Regions from separate parts of the Zea mays genome. Here region 1 is linked to region 2. A link is a contact called in public Hi-C data. All regions are on one chromosome and are shown on one strand. Each heading gives the region's core, a stretch centred on a gene start, on an enhancer-like site or on the middle of the called end of the contact. The rest is flanking DNA. Distances are from core to core; before and after follow the strand shown.

Region 1 (4,104 bases), core at 1,034-3,533, 220 kb before region 2:
TTACCTATTTATGGTAGTATGGTTCCTTTCCATGTTTCTACTGTCAAGAGTGTGACAAGTCACCAGGACAACCGCACCTGCACTATCCGTATCTTCTTCAATGTGCCTGGCATGCCATTCTCAAATGATAGCAAGTTTAATTCTCAAGGTGCTATCTATCTGAAAGAAATTACATTCCGCTCAAAAGATCCACGGCATAGCAGTGAAGTTGTTCAGCAGATCAAAACATTGAGGAGGCAAGTGGCATCAAGGGAGTCAGAGAGAGCTGAAAGGGCAACTCTTGTTACCCAGGAGAAACTTCAGATTGGAAGCAACAGAATGAAGATGATGAGGCTTTCTGATGTGTGGATACGACCTGCATTTGGTGGTCGTGGGAGGAAGCTCACAGGAAATCTTGAGGCTCATTTCAATGGTTTCAGATATTCTACTTCAAGGTCTGATGAGCGTGTGGACATCATGTTTGGAAATATAAAGCATGCCTTTTTCCAGCCTGCAGAGAAAGAAATGATTACTCTCCTTCACTTCCATTTGCACAACCATATCATGGTTGGAAACAAGAAGACAAAGGATGTTCAGTTCTATGTTGAAGTTATGGATGTTGTACAGACGCTTGGGGGCAGTAGAAGATCGGCACTTGATCCTGATGAGATTGAAGAAGAGCAGCGTGAGAGGGATAGGAAGAACAGAATAAACATGGATTTCCAGAACTTTGTGAACAAGGTTAACGACCACTGGTCGCAACCACAGTTCAAGGGGCTTGACCTGGAGTTTGATGTCCCCCTTAGAGAGCTTGGGTTCCATGGTGTCCCATATAAAGCTTCTGCTTTCATTATTCCAACTTCTACATGTTTGGTTGAGCTGATTGAGACCCCCTTCCTTGTGGTGAGCCTGAGCGAGATAGAGATTGTTAACCTGGAGAGGGTGGGCTTTGGGACAAAGAACTTCGACATGGCTATCGTGTTCAAGGATTTCAAGAAAGACGTTCTCCGCATTGACTCCATCCCTTCAGCATCGCTTGACGCGATAAAGGAATGGCTGGACACAACTGACCTCAAGTACTATGAGAGCAGGCTGAATCTGAACTGGCGCCCTATCCTGAAAACTATAATCGATGATCCTCAGAAGTTCATTGACGATGGCGGCTGGGAGTTCCTGAACATGGAGGCGAGTGACTCAGAGACTGAGGACACAGAGGAATCAGACCAAGGCTATGTGCCTTCAGACGCTGAGCCCGAATCCGAGTCAGAAGATGATGACTCTGACAGTGAGTCCTTGGTGGAATCTGATGATGACGATGAGGAGTCAGACGAGGACTCAGAGGAGGAGAAGGGCAAGACCTGGGAGGAGCTGGAGCGTGAGGCAAGCAACGCGGACCGTGAGCACGGTGCGGAGTCGGACAGCGAGGAGGAGAGGAGGCGCCGCAAGGCAAAGACCTTCGGCAAGTCGCGTGCGCCGGAGCGCAGCAGCTTCAAGGGAGCGCCGCCCTCCAAGAAGCCAAAGTTCAGGTGAATGCTGCCTTCGGCAATTCGCTCGTGCCAAAGTGCAGCAGCTTCAAGGGAGCACCACCTCCAAGAAGGCAGCTCTGGTTAATGGGACTCCTTGAAGCTTTGGCCCCCGGAGTAGACGTGTCTGTAGGAGTGTGGTTTGTTATATCTAGATTATCTGCAGTAGCTTAGTCCATCTAAATGAAATGTGACAGCTGAACTTTGGAAGTCGCATCATTGGGGAAACGAAATTTAAGTCGATTGATTTGTTAATGCCCTCGTTGATGTAATATTTCCCTTGTTCGGTGGATTTCCGGTCTGTATAATATTTATGCACGCTTGCACTTTATCCATGGTATTTGTATACCCGTATAAGGCAGCATGGAGGATGTTTCTTGCATGTGGACGCATTGATTGATATATATATATATTTAAGGTTCTTTTTTTTTTCTTTTTGTTGCATCTGGTTGTCGTTGTAACAGTGTACAGCCGCAATTTGTTTGCCACTAAGGGTCTGTTTACTGATTAACTTGTCTCATTTTACCTAACTTTTCTATCTAAGATTAGTTCTTCGATCCGAAAAAGTAACTTTATATAATATGTGGCGTAATTAACTCACTTTGCCTAACTTTTCAATCTAAGATTAGTTTTTCGATCCGAATGAGTAACTTTATGCAAGATATGGCGTAATTAGCCATCAACCAAACAGTCCGTAAAAGACTTGTTCCTCGAATGTTTTGGTGATGGCATCTGCCTATGATTTGAAGCCCGCTCCGCTGCGTTTACAGCTGGGTGTGAGTTTCCTGGCCGCATGAAGCATGAAAAGATGGGATTCACAGCGGAACTTTCGTTAGGAATTTGATGGCAATCAAGTTTAGTTAAATTTAATTTTCAAGGCTAGGATTCTATGTGCACAGCCCTGATATGCACCGGATATCATCCCGAATTTATATTGTTATACATATACGAAAAGCAGTGAACTCTGCTCTGCAATCGTCTGCATCGTCGTCCTTGCTCTCTGTTGCGGCGACACGCACAGGCCAGAGCCCGTCGGGATGGAAGGCGGCGGCTCCGGTGGGCGGGCCGCTGCCGTCGTCCCCGCGCGTATGACCACCTTGTCCCGGCACTACTTCGGCGGCAGCGCGTCTGAGCGCCACCACGACCTCCGCGTGGACATCGTCGAGGTACGCGCACGCATCCGTGCCAGCCAGCTCCTACCTCCCCACTGCACGCTCGCGTAGGATTGAACCACTGCTCTACTCATACGCTGGTTGCTACGACCCGGGTCCGGGCGTTTCGCCGGGGCAGTCGTTGCAGCGTCTTTGAAACATCTGGCGCGTCAAGGCGGAAGTTGCCATGCTGCTGCCTGATGGAACGCCGAGGAAGTGCTTGATAGATTGCCGCCAAGGCGTTTGCTACGTCGTGGTGCGGTGCTACATGAAGCACGAGCCAGTGGTTTGGATTTTCGCCCTCATGGCTCTGCTGCTGTGCTCTTGTTTCCTGATTTTCTTTTGGTTGGGTTTACATTCTACATAGCACAGAACATCCAGGAGGACTACGGCATGTTTGTCTGGCCATGCAGTGTCATCCTTGCCGAGTATGTGTGGCAGCACAGATCACGGTTCTCTGCTTCCAGAGTTGTTGAGGTACTACTCGTTCTCATATTTGTGTTCGTTCAATTTCTCATCCACCAATCACCAATGTGGTACACTTGCTACTGTGGCCACTTGAATATGCCAGTTCACCGAACAACCTTCGGTCAACAGGAGTGCTTGCTCGTGTGTCCTAAGGCCTTGGTATCATTCTCCATGTCCGAGGAGGCCGGAAATCATCTCTTTGTGGAATCCTGCATTCCTCTGCACGCACATTATTGTTTCACAGGACAATGCTACAGTTACACTCTTATCTAATTTGCATGTATCATTTTTTGCAGCTTGGTGCTGGGACCTCACTGCCAGGATTAGTAGCTGCAAAGGTTGGGGCAGATGTAACACTAACAGACATTGCGCAGAATGCAGAAGTGAGTTCCAATCCGTCTTTGGAATCCTTATCGTTTGATCGTTGTCAGAGATTTTCAGTATGGTTGATTTCCTTCTTGTTTTTACTGACTGTAGGTACTGAACAACATCAGAAGCATATGTGCTCTCAATGACGCCAATTGTACTGTATGGTTTTGATTTCACGTACAGAGCTTTACATGTTGCATCCTATTGAATTCAGAGAGCTTAGGATTATCCCATAACTGCGCAGGTTTCGGGACTTACATGGGGAGACTGGGATGAATCGGTATTTGATTTACATCCTGACATTATTCTTGGAGCTGATGTACTTTACGACTCAGCAAGTGAGCTACCATTCTACTCTACTGTGTCCAGTCTATTACTGTTATTTAGTAATTCTTAAATGTGGATGATCATTTTGCGGCCTGTTCATTTACTGACTACCTACCCATTGCTATTGGTGAACTGACATACCACTGTCTCTATTTTGGCAAGATTTCGATGATCTGTTCGCGACGGTGACCTTTCTTCTCGAAAATTCTTCTGGGGCGGTTTTCATAACCACATACCACAACCGCAGGTATTAACAAATCATTTCATCCTTGTTCCACTTGGAAGAA
Region 2 (4,192 bases), core at 1,610-4,109:
CTGAACAACGACCTCTTCCGCAAGACCATGGGCCCTGTCAAGAAGGCCATGGAGGATGCTGGCCTTGAGAAGAGCCAGATCCATGAGATCGTCCTGGTTGGTGGAAGCACCAGGATTCCCAAGGTCCAGCAGCTCCTGCGGGACTACTTCGACGGCAAGGAGCCCAACAAGGGTGTCAACCCTGATGAGGCTGTTGCCTTTGGTGCCGCTGTGCAGGGAAGCATCTTGAGCGGCGAGGGTGGTGACGAGACCAAAGGTTCGGCTCATGTTTTTTGTGCTCTTTTGCCACTGGTAGGTGTTTTTTTTGGTAAGTGATCATTCTGCTTACATAAGTGTGATTTTTGCCTTGATGCAGATATCCTCCTCCTTGATGTGGCTCCCCTCACCCTGGGTATCGAGACCGTCGGTGGAGTCATGACCAAGTTGATCCCGAGGAACACTGTCATCCCGACCAAGAAGTCGCAGGTGTTCACCACCTACCAGGACCAGCAGACCACTGTCTCCATCCAGGTAACGGTTACTGCTCCTCTGCTGCCTGAATTCTCCATTGTCAGCTGCGGGATTGGTAGTAATGACCTGTTTGTTTTGTCCTGTAATCCATAAATACAGGTCTTTGAGGGTGAGCGCAGTATGACCAAGGACTGCCGTCTTCTCGGCAAGTTCGACCTCAACGGCATTGCGCCAGCTCCAAGGTGAGCAGCTACCGGAGTCCGGAGATAAATTATTACTCTTTTTGATGAATGGACGAATGAATCCAGTGTTGTCTGATGAACTGTGCAGGGGCACACCCCAGATCGAGGTGACCTTCGAGGTGGACGCCAACGGTATCCTAAACGTGAAGGCGGAGGACAAGGGCACGGGCAAGTCGGAGAAGATCACGATCACGAACGAGAAGGGGCGGCTGAGCCAGGAGGAGATCGACCGCATGGTGCGGGAGGCGGAGGAGTTCGCGGAGGAGGACAAGAAGGTGAAGGAGCGGATCGACGCCCGCAACCAGCTGGAGACGTACGTGTACAACATGAAGAACACGGTGGGCGACAAGGACAAGCTCGCGGACAAGCTGGAGGCGGAGGAGAAGGAGAAGGTGGAGGAGGCCCTCAAGGAGGCGCTGGAGTGGCTGGACGACAACCAGTCGGCCGAGAAGGAGGACTACGAGGAGAAGCTCAAGGAGGTGGAGGCCGTGTGCAACCCCATCGTGTCGGCCGTGTACCAGCGGTCGGGCGGCGCCCCTGGCGGTGACGCTGACGGCGGTGTTGACGACGACCACGACGAGCTGTAGATGGTTGTAGATGGTGGTGGTGACGTGGAGTGCCGGGAGCCGAGCCAAATTTTGTAACGGTGTTTAGCGGCGGACAATACTTATTACTAATCTTGGTGCTGCTCTGCCAATAGCCGTGCTGAGCGTAGTAACTGTTTGTTTGTAATTTTTTTTCTTCTACTTCCTTGGTTGTTCAGGATTCGCATTCGAATTTTATGTGAAAAAAAGAAGGCGCGCTTTTAAAATCTTGCATTTGCCCCCTTGTGGTAATAATGCTAATTAAATGGTGCAAAGTAGATTGCTTGTGACTGGGTTTCGTGTGAGTTGGGATGTTAGATTTGAATGAGTTCTTCAAGAGATTCTCATCCATACCACCATTTTAGGTGCAATTTTAATCTATTCACTACTTTTTCTTCGAGTTGTCATTATTGCCCCACAATCAACTTTTTCAAAGTGCAGACTTGGGAACAGATTAGAGTTCAGAATATTTTATCAAGAGCACAGTGTTTATTTATAGTTTACTTCGACCCTATTCTGTTGTCGTTTTAGCCATTTATTACATGGAATAAGGATTAAACTTAGAGCATCTCCAAAGGGAGTTCTAAACGGAGTTGCCTTTGACACACTCCTATGAATCACCTTATATCATAGACTCCCTAACAGTCTCCTCTAACACCACTGCCATTCTACATAGAAGCAATCGATAGGAGCAGTTTAAGTGTTGCCTTAAAAAAATGAGCAACATTTACTGACCAAATTCACTTCCTAGGACGACATATATTTTGACTTTTTGAGCTGCAGGTTACCATTTCTGAGCTTTCTGAGCTTGTTCTACATGCTTTAGCAACCTTTAACCCTTTCCCCCTCTTGCCCCTAATAAGACCTTATTCAATTATTCCTATCTCATACGGATGAGATGAGATTGAAAAAATTATGAAATTTTTTAACTTGATTGAGATTTAAACTCAATCAATCACACTCAATCTACATGGATTGAAAGCAACAAACTAGCCCTAAGTGATATAGGGGAATATACATGCCCGAAGTGATATGGAGGAATATACATGTTCTTGTGAGAATAGAATAGGGATCCTGAGTCATTTCCTATCTCTTTCCGTAGGGATTTAAGCAATAACAACTTCAGTGGTTTGATACCCCCCAGAAGTTGTTAGTCTTTCCAAACTGGAAACATGGTGATATAACCAAAGCTGTTCCCCCTAAAATATGAACTTGTTCCTGTTGAATGCCATGCTTACAGAATGTTTACTTTTTCCAATTTATTTGGGCAACAATTCTTTCAATACCAGGGCATGCATGCACAGCAATTTATGGCACACTATGTTTTATAATTGTACTTGATTTAAGAGTTTTATTAAATCCTGAATCCATCACGACAGTGTCCCTTTCCTTGACTGTTTCAGGAACTAGCAGCAGTTCAAGGCTTTGTATGGCTAGCAGGCTCCCAACAAGTGAAACAGTGTAGGAAATCTCGGCGGGCCTAAACTCGTCGTACGTACAAGAAGGGCTACAGGCCCATCATCCATATCACATGTATTTTTTTAGGGATTTTACCCGTAAAGCCCAGCTCGCTTCTTTCCTCATCACACCACCAGCCACCAGGGAGGAGAGGAGAGATGATGATGCCGACGGCGGCGTCGCTGATGGACGATCTTGTCGAGGAGTTCCTCATCCGCCTCCCGCCCGACGACCCCGCGAGCCTCGTCAACGCCTCCCTCGTCTGCAAGCGGTGGAGCCGCCTCATCGCCGGCCGCGTCTTCCGCCGCAAGTTCCGCAAGATCCACCGCGCCAAGCTGCTGCACATGGCCCGGGGGCAGGTCTATAGGCAGCGGCGGCGACGGCGGCAGCGGCAGTGATGGAGCGGCCCGTCCGGTCCGACCGTCGATTGGCTGCTTGCTCTGCATCTTCTGGCTTCTGCAACCAGGAAGCTGACTGAACGCTCGCTATTGCCAATAATTAATTAGTACTATTTTCTTCGTTTCTTTTTTTTATTTGTCGTATACGAACTAAAACAGAGTTAGTGATAATGATAATGATAATTTGTAGCAGTGCAAAGTGCCAAACCCCGTTGCCTTGCGTACCTTGTGGATGTATGTTATATAATTTTTATTTTTCTACGTATCATGTATGCCACATGAATAAATTCTAGTATATATATGTCCCGTTGCAGGTTAGGTCTTTTTTTTTCTTGCGCCGAAGGAAGGAGAAGTCACTTTATTATTTTGTCTTTTCTAAATATATAAATAGAATGTTGTGGGATAGGAAAACAGTTACGAAAAGTTCATAAAATAGACTATAGTTCCTCTATATAAAAGATAATAAAAGGAGGATGATCCTAGTTAATAAAATAGAAACTGACGAGAAATGGTTGAGTAACTCCAAGAAGGTGTCGCAGACTACCAGCTGTCTGGAATAACTTCGTTTCAAGAATTTTAAATATTTCAGCTTGTTCTATCTAAATAGGTCTAACTCCACTAATAGGTCTAACTTCATTGGCTCTAGCTTAAAAAAAACCTAATACTATAAGTCGGTTTTATGAAAATTTTCGAAGCTCCTGAAAACGTGTTTCAAAAACACTATTTTTATACCTGCTCATAAAGTTGCACTAAAATTACTCATTATACTATTGGTTACATAACTTACTGATTAATGTCTCTTTCTCCGCTCGTTAATAATCAAGAGTAATTTAGGAAACTCATAAAAATTAATTGAATCGTAGAAGTTGAAGTCTGTGCAAATCAAACACTCTTGAATCATATCTTACTAATCCTTTGAAGTTGTTTTATGATAAAGCTAGAAAACTAAAACTGAAATTTTTGAAGTGAAGCACTCACGAACATGATTAAAAAAGAATATGCTTTACTAGTGACAAAAAGTGGATAGACCTAAGAATATGATTGGAGCTAAGTTCATAGT

What was found. A called contact is a pair of places that touch in the nucleus more often than the background predicts.
Region 1: a contact with region 2 is called in a Hi-C map of ear, with 2.6 times the contacts expected there. The contact joins the promoter of LOC100384399 here to the promoter of LOC100279176 in region 2. A contact is called at or near these places in 4 of 25 Hi-C or Micro-C datasets (ear, endosperm and leaf).

What each region holds. Positions count from the first base shown.
Region 1 is chr5:71,536,243-71,540,346 of Zm-B73-REFERENCE-NAM-5.0, reverse strand. It overlaps LOC100384399, which reads left to right and starts at 2,283. Exons shown (of 8, transcript NM_001322102.1): 1 at 2,283-2,668; 2 at 3,026-3,130; 3 at 3,418-3,504; 4 at 3,599-3,649; 5 at 3,735-3,828; 6 at 3,980-4,064. The coding sequence starts at 2,540. It overlaps LOC542546 (global transcription factor C (Spt16)), which reads left to right. Exons shown (of 2, transcript NM_001367417.1): 2 at 1-1,930. The coding sequence ends at 1,509.
Region 2 is chr5:71,315,591-71,319,782 of Zm-B73-REFERENCE-NAM-5.0, reverse strand. It overlaps LOC100279176, which reads left to right and starts at 2,859. Exons shown (of 1, transcript NM_001329105.1): 1 at 2,859-3,424. The coding sequence starts at 2,893. The coding sequence ends at 3,132. LOC732808 (Binding protein homolog 1) reads left to right here. Exons shown (of 8, transcript NM_001291796.1): 5 at 1-256; 6 at 356-510; 7 at 610-692; 8 at 781-1,498. The coding sequence ends at 1,279.